Linked DNA regions of Zea mays: region 1 is linked to region 2. Evidence: chromatin contacts called from public Hi-C data. All regions are on one chromosome and are shown on one strand. The core of a region is the stretch at or near the end of the contact, and the rest is flanking DNA. Distances in the headings are between cores, read along the strand shown.

What was found. A called contact is a pair of places that touch in the nucleus more often than the background predicts.
Region 1: a Hi-C map of tassel shows a contact between it and region 2, with 2.6 times the contacts expected there. The contact joins the promoter of LOC100280929 here to the enhancer-like site in region 2. A contact is called at or near these places in 2 of 25 Hi-C or Micro-C datasets (ear and tassel).

The regions. Positions count from the first base shown.
Region 1 is chr4:222,111,048-222,116,088 of Zm-B73-REFERENCE-NAM-5.0, reverse strand. It overlaps LOC100280929, which reads right to left and starts at 3,321. Exons shown (of 2, transcript NM_001367151.1): 1 at 2,976-3,321; 2 at 690-1,522. The coding sequence starts at 3,285. The coding sequence ends at 846.
Region 2 is chr4:221,705,279-221,710,923 of Zm-B73-REFERENCE-NAM-5.0, reverse strand. No RefSeq gene overlaps it. Among protein-coding and RNA genes, the nearest start is that of LOC100384101, 64 kb to the right of the region's middle. Within about 2 kb of position 4,008, at least 13 of the 20 cell types and tissues checked have an H3K27ac peak or open chromatin away from gene starts, as enhancers often do. A contact at or near this core is called in ear and tassel, where this site is marked.

The DNA of each region.
Region 1 (5,041 bases), core at 2,072-4,571, 410 kb before region 2:
GCGCAGATTTTGGTCGCATCTCCAGAGCCTGGCCCGAGCTTCTTTTTTGCATCGCGAGACACAGGCGCTGATGCATATGCGGTAAACCAAACAAGCGACAAAGTAGCACGCGCCTGGTTACGTGGATGCAACCTACAACCAAACACACTACGACCGCATACTGTGAGCCTGGTTGGCCTATATGCGGGCAACCAATCAGGCCCTAAGGTTCACACCGCAGCTTCCTCGTACATACGCTGCGAGAGCGAGTTGAGCCGGCGCCGGGCGCCCGCCACGGCGCGACCACCAATGCAGTTGATCATACGGAGTATATGCGTGGGGCGCTTACTATAGCACCGTGGTCAAATAATGACATGTACTGTCCGGCGGTGTTCCTGTCATAACCGCAGCGCGTTGACTGTGCACCGATATTAATTTCCCTGTTCGAACGACGCCGACGCCGATGCCGATGCCGACGCCGACGAGAGCTAGCTTCTGAATTCTGATCCAGCAGTTCGTGTGGGTGTGGCACTGGTTTTCGGCAGCATGTCCGTTCTTTCTGTGCTTCAGAAACTCAAGAGTTCAGGATTCCTAAATCCTCTTGTTCTAGCAATTGTAAGCTTTTGTCAACTATTCAAAATCGCACCAACAAAGCAATTAATAAGAAGCCAAGCATCTCAAAGAAGAAAGAATCCAACAATACGAATTTCGATACATCCTCTCAAAGAAAGCTTTTTTTTTGTTTTTTGCAGGAAACAAAAAAAAAAAGAATCGGTACACGTGCCAACGAACTGGCAATCCGGACTCGCTCGGTGCAGACTGCAGGATTGGCTTGCAGAGACAAGCCTGACAGGGAGTCAGGGACGTCACCGTGGCGGGTCCCGCGGAGGCGCCGGCCACCAAGCAGAGTCCGCCCAGCTCGCCGGCGGGGAGCCGGCTCCTTCTTGGCTCACGGAGCGGCTGCCCTGCGTCCACCACTGACTGCTCGCCACGCCGCTGCTCTCACCTCCTCCGCCGAATCTGAAGAGCACCGGGAACGACGAAGACGCCGATCCGGACGCCGCGGAGGGCACGGTCGCCGCAGGCGCCTGGTCGTAGAGTCGCGGTGGATCGGCGGGGCACTGCAGGAACCTGGCGTACTCTGAGTACTCCTGGCCACCCGCCAGCGCCAGCGCCTGCGACTCGAGCAGCGCCTCGGGCCTCTGCGGCGGCGGCGACGGAGGAGGAGGAACCGCGGCCGCCGACGGTGGCGCCGCGAGCGTGGCGGACTCCGGGAAGTTGAGCTTAGCGCGGCTGCCGCGGAACCTGAGCGCCGCCACGTCGTACGCCCGGGCGGCGGCCTCCGCGGTGTCGAAGGTGCCTAGCCACACGCGCGCCGCCTTGTGAGGATCCCGGATCTCCGCCGCCCACTTACCCCACGGCCGCTGCCGCACACCGCGGTACCGCCTCCGCGGCGTGCCGGAGCCGGTGGAGGACGGCGAGGGGGGCTGCGAGCTAGAGCTGGGTGACGCCGCCGTCGCGGGAATCCGTGCCGCTCCGTGCTCTGCTGACGGAGAACAGAGGAGCAAGAATATCGCGATTAGTTACTAGTATTCACTACTGACATTGCTCAAAGATCACGCTTGACAACACACAAACGAAGCTAATTTAAATTATACGGAGTAGAAACAAAACAATCACTCTTGTAACTCCGTTTTTTTATGGGACAAGATCATGAATATTTTGCATTTCTGTTCAATTGAAGTGTGGATGATGGGTCTGAATGAACTGTTAAGAGCGCGCGGTGGAGTTTGTTGTTTGAATTAAACGTGGTGCTCAATGGAACAGTTTCAAACTAAGCCTCATACTAAAGCAACGGAATTTGGAGTGTCTGGATCCGTCTCTGTTTATTAATACTAAAGCAATGGAACAGTTTCAAACTAAGCCTCATACTAAACGTGGCGCGCAGGATTTCCCTATATGCGATGAAACTCGCATGCGATTTTCGCTGCCTGTGGGAGCCGAACTCCGAAACTCCACTTTAATACCGTTTTATATATCTGATCCACTTGTATTGTATGTTGACAAATGATAGTTTAAAATACGTGAAATATTCTATCTATTTACTCGCTAGCTATTTTTTTTTCCATATTTTCTATTCACGTAGACAAGAGAGTGAATCTAGCTATTTCATCCATTAAGAACGCTTTTAGAGCGTGTCCTCTCTTTTCTTTCCCAATGCAGCAGTGACACAGTGGTGCTATTATTCTAAGTTGTCATGTACGAGAAGCCAGAGCTTTGGTATTAATAACTCATTAGAAGTGTGCGAGTGCAATCAACAGTGACATGCTTTGGGTTGGTAGTGGTGGGAAAGCACATTCGTCCATGTATCTTGTACTCGTGGCAAACGTGTGAAGAGAGGCTGAACAAGTTCACGAGGAACAGAGGCTAGGTAAAGGAAGAAGGAAAACAAATAAAGGGTCACGCAGCACCGTACACAGTAGATGCATTTCTAGAAGTCATTGGAAGCCATGTTTGGTTTGTCTCGAATGGTTTCTCTGGAGTCAGATCAGTAGGGCTGTTTGTTTTCAAGGACGATTCTGGCTCTTTTGTATTACCGTGGTCACGACACCGAAGAGATCGAGAGCCTTGCCGAAGTCCAAACAGAGTTGTCATGGATGTGAGCGTCCGTGACGGGTGGTAAGTGTGCAGTACTCCACCTTTTCAGCATGCAGTATACTCACTCCACTGCTGATGCCATGACAAGAAGAAGCAACTCAAGCAAGCATACGGACTACCGACTACGTAAATAAAGAGAAGGAAAGAAGATGGGACAGAGCGACGGCAAGGGCTGAGCAAAGTACGCGTGGTGCACGAACGGGAACGGTCGCTAAGGATGAGCTGCGGCTCTGCTCTGTTCGGAGCGAGACAATAGGAACAAAGATGCACAAGGACAGAGGGTTACGGGATCCAGGTAGCTAAACGAGGGAGCGTGCATTGCATCGACTGTCGGTTACCGTGAGCGGCCGGTGCAGGAAGAGAGGGCGGCGGCGTTACATCTCCGGCGTAGTAGTCGCTCCACCACTGGCCCTCAGGCGATACCTGCTGCTGACGGGCACCGGCCGTTGCCGGCGGCGTTGCCCCGCCAGCGACGACCGTGGCCAGCGCGTCGACCATCATGGACGCCTCCCGGCTCCGCTCGTACCCCGATAGCATTCGCCACGCCGCTGCCGGCTGCTGGCCGTCCTCGTCGTCCTCCTCACCGCCGGCGCAGCAACGACAGGGCCCTCGTCCCTCCGCGTTCGCCACCTTGGGCGCGCAGCACATGAATGTAGTATGTATGGCCTGTGCGTCCCTCGTCTCGTCGCCACCATGTGCGCATACATATGTATATATATATGCGGCGCGTGGACACGTGTCCGGCTCTGGGAATTTCCACGGCACTTTGTCGACCGAAAGTCAGCTCCGCCTCCGCCGTCTTGCCTACAGTAAGTGACCTCGCACAAACGAGGTGCAATGCATTCGTCCAGGGAAACCCGATTCGGGCGTGCTTGTTTGTTCGTTTCCTTTGTCCGTACGGCAAATTTGTACTACACTACTACAGCAGTGCAGGAGCAGGAGCAGGAGCAGAGCAGGATGGTTTCCATCTACAAGTTCGCTTCATCTAGACCAGACGGTGGAACGAGTCTGGTCGACGATTCACTTATGTGTTCTGGTTTGATGTATACGGTGTTTATTTTGTCTTTACGTGACTCCTATCTAAACACTATAAAAACTGGCTGTTCTCTTTTACCTTTACTTGTACATCTAATCAAACACAATTTAGAGGTACGTACAACAGTATTTTATTTGTGTTAGTTCATTACTTCGAGTATTGAGACATAAAAGAATTACGTATTGAATATGTATATGGATAAATGGAATGGAAGAGAATTCGGGAGCAAATTGGATGCGAGTTTAATATTATATTAAACTGAGACCCGACTGTTCGCGCGATTTCGTAGGTTCACACATGGCCGACGGATGGTTGACCACCACGAGTTGTGTTTGACCACATGTGTGCGTCCAGATTTGGTGGTTTCGGTGCCACTGTGATTACCCGCACAGGTACGCTGTAATTATACTACTACTCGTAATTGCAGTAAGAATACATTAATTACCTACTTGTCCCTGTTATCCACCACGACGCATTAGCGAGGAAAGCAGTAGCAAAATCCGAATAGGCCGTTGCCTTGTCCCACCAACGCGTTCTCCTCATAGCCAAGAATTCTTTATACAACTACTACACGTGTGTTAAAAAGGTCCGGCGCCGCGGTGCGATGCTGACGACCATGACAGACCACTCGGGATGAAAACGGACGGAAAACCCATTCTCCCGTTTCCGTATCCGTATTTTATCATCGGAAACGGGATCGGGTCCGGAATAGTCGAGAACGAAAACGGAAGCAGGATAAACGGAATTGCGAAAACAAACAGAAACGAAAATATTAACGGAAACTCATAATTTAATACAAATAGAAATATTATTGATGTTTGACTAGTGATTGATTGGCAGAACAATAACATAAAACAAATAGATATAGAGAGGCAACATTCTTTTGTTGTTTGGTTGCTAAATGTGTACATTTAGCTACATCTGATGTTGTTTAAGACTTTAGATCACTTGTCATTTGAAAAGAGCCGGTAGTTACAATGGCCAATTGTGCTATAATTTGTCACCTAAATACACGAGGATTTAATTTATATACTAATGCATATTAGGCTCGTCCCATATTCATCAAATACGGAATAAATATAGGTTCAATCCGGAAAAAAACGGGATCTCGCAAAAACGGACGGAATAAGTCCTCTACCGTTTCCATATTTTTCCGTAAATACGGGAACGGTCGGGTCAAATGTAGAAAACGGTACGGATCGGGACGGGATTTTTTCCGTCCGTTTTCAACCCTACAGACCACCCACCAGTCTGTTAATCTTTTTACTTTTATGAAAATAACTTATATAAATATTTAGTAAATCATAAAAACTCATTTTAGATAAATAACGGGAACTTGCACAAGAGACTAAGACATCGGGCATGGTG
Region 2 (5,645 bases), core at 2,759-5,258:
GATTCTTCGGTTGCGCTCCTTCCAAAGGTTCCACATAGTGTAGATGACCAGGCCATTGAACTCTCTTTTGCGATCTTGCGGAAAGAGAGTCTCGGTCTTCTCCCACCACTCGCTAATGCTCGAGATGTTGCTCCAAACCACATGTTGCGGCAGGGAAAAGCTTTCCCAAGCAAGAACTGTGTTCCAGACCTCATGAGCGAAGGGGCAGGTTAGACATAGATGGAGTCCTGATTCTATAGGTCCATTGCATAGGGCGCAAGATGGGTGGTGTGGCCATCCACGACGTGCGAGGTTGTCTGCTGTGAGGAGTTTATTTTGGATGAGCACCCAAGCAAAGAATTTGCATTTGTTCTCTGTTCTAGCCCGCCAAATGAGGCTGATCTTGTGGTTGATGTAGGAACCCAAGAATTGAGCTCTGTAGGCTGAGCTGGAGGAGTAGATACCGTGTTGTGTCCATTTCCAGACTAAAGTGTCCTCTACATCCGGCTGCAAGCTCACCTGTCGGATCCTAGTCCAGAGGTAGACAAATTCCTCAAGTTGCGTGGTGGTTGTGATTTTTCCTCGTAGAGACTGAATCCAAGCACTGTTAGTCAGTTCTTGGGCCATAGATTTATTCTTCCTTCTGATCAGCTTGAAGAGGTGAGGTGCCAGGTTGCGTGGAGCCTCCCCATCCAGCCAGCCATGGTGCCAGAACTTTGCTTTGATGCCGTTCCCAATCACCACCGTGGTGGACGCCTGAAACAGCAGGCGATCAAGCTTGTTGCAAGGGACCTGGAGCCCCTCCCAAGGTTTTGAGCTGTCAGTCCATTCTTGCCAAAGCCAACGGAGCCGGAGGGCACGACTGAATTTCTCAAGATCGAGCACCCCTAGACCCCCTAGGTCCTTTGGCCTAGCCACCGTTTTGCAGTTAACAAGGCAGTGCCCCCCGTGCACGTTATCCTCGCCTTTCCATAGGAAAGAGCGTCGAATCTTATCAATTTGCTTCGTAGCCCATCTCGCAAGGGGGAATATGGTGAGGTGGTAGATCGGCATGGAGGAGAGCACTGAAGATACTAGGGTGAGGCGTCCTGCGCGGTTAAGCAGTGGACCTTTCCATCCGGCAAGTCGCTGTCCGATCTTCTCCACTAGTGGTTGGACATGAATTTTTTGGAGTGGGCGGGTGTGGAGTTGAAGGCCGAGGTATTGGCAAGGGAAGGTTTTGCATCACCCCGGGAACGGCTGGAGGATGTTGGACAAATCCACATTTTCACAACGGATGGGGTGGATGGAGCTTTTCTCAAAATTTGTTGTTAGACCCGTGGCAGCTCCGAACGCATTGAGGATCTATTTGACCGCTTGCAGGTCATTACGGGTTGGATTGATGAAGATAGCCGCGTCGTCAGCATAGAGGGAGGTTCTGAGCTTAGCTGCAGCAAGAGGGAGAGGTGTCAGGACGCCATGCTCTGAAGCAAGGTGTAAAATCCTTTGCAGTGGGTCAAAGGCAAGGATGAACAACATGGGAGAGAGGGGGTCCCCTTGTCTCACCCCACGCATGTGGTCGAAGCTTTCTCCTTGAACACCATTTATCAGGGCCCTGGAACTCGCCGTGCTAAAAAGGATGGTAATCCATTCACGCCAACGGTGTCCAAATCCACGAGCTTGTAGATATTCTAAAAGGTAGCTCCAATTTATCGTGTCGAACGCTTTCTGGATGTCCAGCTTTAGGAATAGCGCCGGTGTTTTGGTCTTTTGGAATTGCCTGACAATATTTTGCACGTACAAGAAGTTATCCTGGATGCATCTCTTCCGAATGAAGGCACTTTGACACTTTGAGACAAGACCGTCTAGGTGGGGCGCAAGCCTGTTGGCCAATAATTTTGAGAAAATTTTGGCAACACTGTGTATGAGGCTGATGGGGCGGAAGTCGCTCACCCGCAAAGCATCCTTTTTTTTGGGGATGAGAACAATATTGCCTGCATTCAGTAGTTTGAAGCCTTGCCCATTTAAGTTGTGGAGCTGATTAAACGCTGCTGTTAAATCGTCCTTAATGATGTCCCAGCACGTCCTGTAGAAGGTACCTGTGAACCCGTCCGGGCCTGGCGCCTTGTCGCGAGGCATTGAGAGGATAGTCTCTTTGATTTCTTCCTGGGAGAAAGGAGCTTCCAGGGAGGAAAGATCAATGTGTTGGTAGCCTAGCGAATTCCAGTCGAATGTCCTTGCTCTAGGGGCCGTTGTGCCCAAATGCTGCTTGAAGTGGTCAGTGATGACCTTCTCCTTTCCTTCCTGTGTGACGACCAAGCCAGTCTCAGTTTGCAAGGCTTGGATGAAGTTCTTCCTTGCCCTAGAGCATGCCCGGAGATGGAAAAATCTTGAGTTGGCGTCCCCAAGGCGGACGGCAGTCAAGCGGGACCTTTGTCTGATTCGTGATTTCTCAACGAGTGCTAGTCCCAAGGATTTAGCTTTCAATCTTCTGAGGAGGTTCAGTTCGACGAGAGATAGAGTGCGCACTTCCTGAGCAGTTTCTAAGCGAAGAATCACTTCCTTGACTATGGCCAGTTGAAGTTTCGTGTCTCCTACTTTCACTCTCCTCCAAGCTTTGATGGCCTTGGCTGTTCGCGCCAGTTTGATGTGCAGGCGCAAGAGTGGTTGCTGGACAGAGGGTAACGGCTTATTCCAGGCCGAGTATACCGCTTCTTTGAATCCGTCAATGCGTGTCCAGAAGTTCTCGAAGCGGAAGGAGGTGTTTGTTTTGCGCATTATCTCCCCCTGTAAGAGCAGAGGGGTGTGGTCCGACATGAGGGAGGGTAGGGAGTGGATGTAGCAGGTTGGGAAGAGGAGCTCCCAATCGGGCGTGCAGAAGAACCTATCAATTCTTGTCATGGTTGGTTCAGCCTGCCCATTGCTCCAGGTGAATTGGCGGCCATTCAGACGAAGTTCCTTAAGGTGGATGTCATCTATGTTGGATTTGAATGAACCCATGAGGCGCCTATTTAGGTTTAGATTGTTCTTGTCTGAAGCCTGGTAAATGAGATTAAAATCCCCAAGGACTAGCCACCTCTCGTGCCCCTGGGAGACAAGGGCCCTCAATTCCTGAAGAAACAGGAGCTTGTCTGCATCGGATTGGGGCCCGTAGACCACTGTAATCCACCACTCTGTGCCGTCCGCTTTCAACTAATAGGGGTCTCTATAGATGTCTGGGAACGTGTAGCCCCCTTTGGAGACAAACCGATCATCTTTGCCATTGACCTCTTTGGACGCGCTTTATGCACATCCTAAAGCAGCCCCATCTGACTGAAAACACGGTGAAGGTAGACCTCGCCTCCACGTAGCTCAATGCTTTTGTGAACTTCATGCTCTGTCACTGGTCCAACTAAGTCCTCTGCTTCTTTCTCAATCTCCGCCATAAAAATGTCTCCCGAGTGATGACCTAAATCGATAGCAAAAGCGAGATTAAAATCTGCTTTAGAAACCTTGCGAAGTCCCTTCGCACCACTGGCCCAACACATGATCCGTGACCCAGCGGCCAGACTCTGCAGGCCAGTTACTCCTCAACCAAGTCTTGGTCGCTACTAGTTCTAGAGGCGATGCTGAAGACTCAGTCGTTGCGATCCTTCTCCGCGGCCTTGTAGCGCGGAAAAGCTTCAAAACTGAATGAAGACATCACACTCGCTAAGGCCAACCTTTGCCATTCAGGCAATAAAGATAGAACCAATTTTCTGTCCATCCACCCCATTTATTCTTCACGCACAGGGTGTGCCAGTGTAAAAAAAGCTTCACAAAGACCTTGACTAATGGTGTCCCCCCAAAAGTGGTCATCGCCCACACAAACTTGCTCAGGGAAACTATGGCATTCAAAGTTAGTTGATGGAGCTAGACCCTAAACTTATCCAAAACTTTTAGCAAAAACTCAAGGCATGGCAGTTGAAGTCCTACACCAAAACGGTTGTCGAATACCACAAGCTCACCCACCGTTGCAGCGTGGTTTCCACATCTGCAGCCCTGCCGAATCCCACTGGGAAATAACCCAACGACTTCGAGCTGAGGTCTTCGGTTGGCCCAAATCATAATTTTCTCGGCCTAGCCCACCAGAGCGGCCAACCCTAACGGTGCGACGAGACGAAGAGTTCCTTGCGGACAGTGAACATTTGTTGTCGCGGTGATCCCACTGCTCGACCACCACCACCAAGCTACCGCCACTCGGAATAGGAGGCATGGCGGCGTACCGGGGATGGCAGTGACCAGCAGTATTCAAACGAGTCAGAATGATGAGACTGGCAGCACAGTCGCCGACGACGATGTAGAGGCGGAGGAAAGGAAACGCGTGGCAGTTGTAGGCGGGGAGAAATCAGACGTTGTAAAATCAACGCAACAGTAAGGGCTTGTTCGTTTCCACCGGATTGGTGGGTCGAAACGATTTCTAACCGGATTGCTTCTCTAATTTATATAAACTTTGTTTAGACGGAACAATTCCGGGTGCAATCCGATACAAACGAACAGGGCCTAAGAATGTCAGCATCCACGCGGACCCAATATTTATAGCAAAAAGAGAAAAGCATGTGAACGACACATGCTCTGTCTTTTCTAACGGTCATATCAGCACCCCCGACGCGATTCACCCAATGATCGAGGGCATCGTTCGTCCCCCTCAAGTGAAGACTTTGGGATCGTGTTACCCGATTTTAGAAGGCAAATCGAATACGAATCATGTATGTGTCAGGATCATAAACTCACGTATACATCGATTACATAATTGGACATTATCACACATTGCTCAAAATAATAGTGGAAAAGGACTTTATTACATCAAGTTGTCCAAGACATCCCCATAGTCATTAACATAACATAGTCATTAACATTATCAAAGTGCGGAATACGAAACGTAGAGATTCATGTTTGGTTGCTATTATAGTTTTTACTAGCGTTATATATGTGGTGGATGGATAACTTAGTGCAAGGTCACTTGATTATATAACTTATTATTTGTATTTCATTCTCTCTAATAATAATTTTATAGCAAACCATGAGCTTGGTGTTTATCACAAACTTTGGACCATGATCTCATTAATCATTACGATACTTATTGATTTTATGAGAAGAACAAGCATATTGGAGATAAAACCTGTGGGTAACCTGTGGGTACCCGCTAACCCGATGGGTACGGGTTTGGGCAAAATTTCAAACCCATCATGGGTACGTGTTTTTTAATGGGCATAGATATTTTTCACGGGTACATGTTTGGGATAGCAAAACCCAGCGGGTTTGGACCCGTTGCCATCTCTACACTTACCGATAGCAGCTGCATGACACGAGGTACATGCATCTTCCTCTACATCTTCGTGGAGAAAGCCAGACCAGCGTTGTTCCAGGTGGAGCTAGAGAAGATCGCCTCAGCACCCTTGTTGGTGTGGTGGCAGGTCTTAACACCGACCTAGACAGTGCTACCCTAGACCTCTCTAGGGTACATGAGGAGCTAGAAGATGCACATGCAAGGATTACAGCCCTAGAAGCTCAACTTGAAGGAAGGAACCCCCTGAAGCTCAAGTCCCGACCATAGCCGTGTCCTCGCCCCATAAGAGAATCCGCTATGGAGAACCAGGATCTATGACCAAGCTGCTTTAGATTTATAAGTCATATTGTAATAAGATCAATTTTGCATTAGACGATGA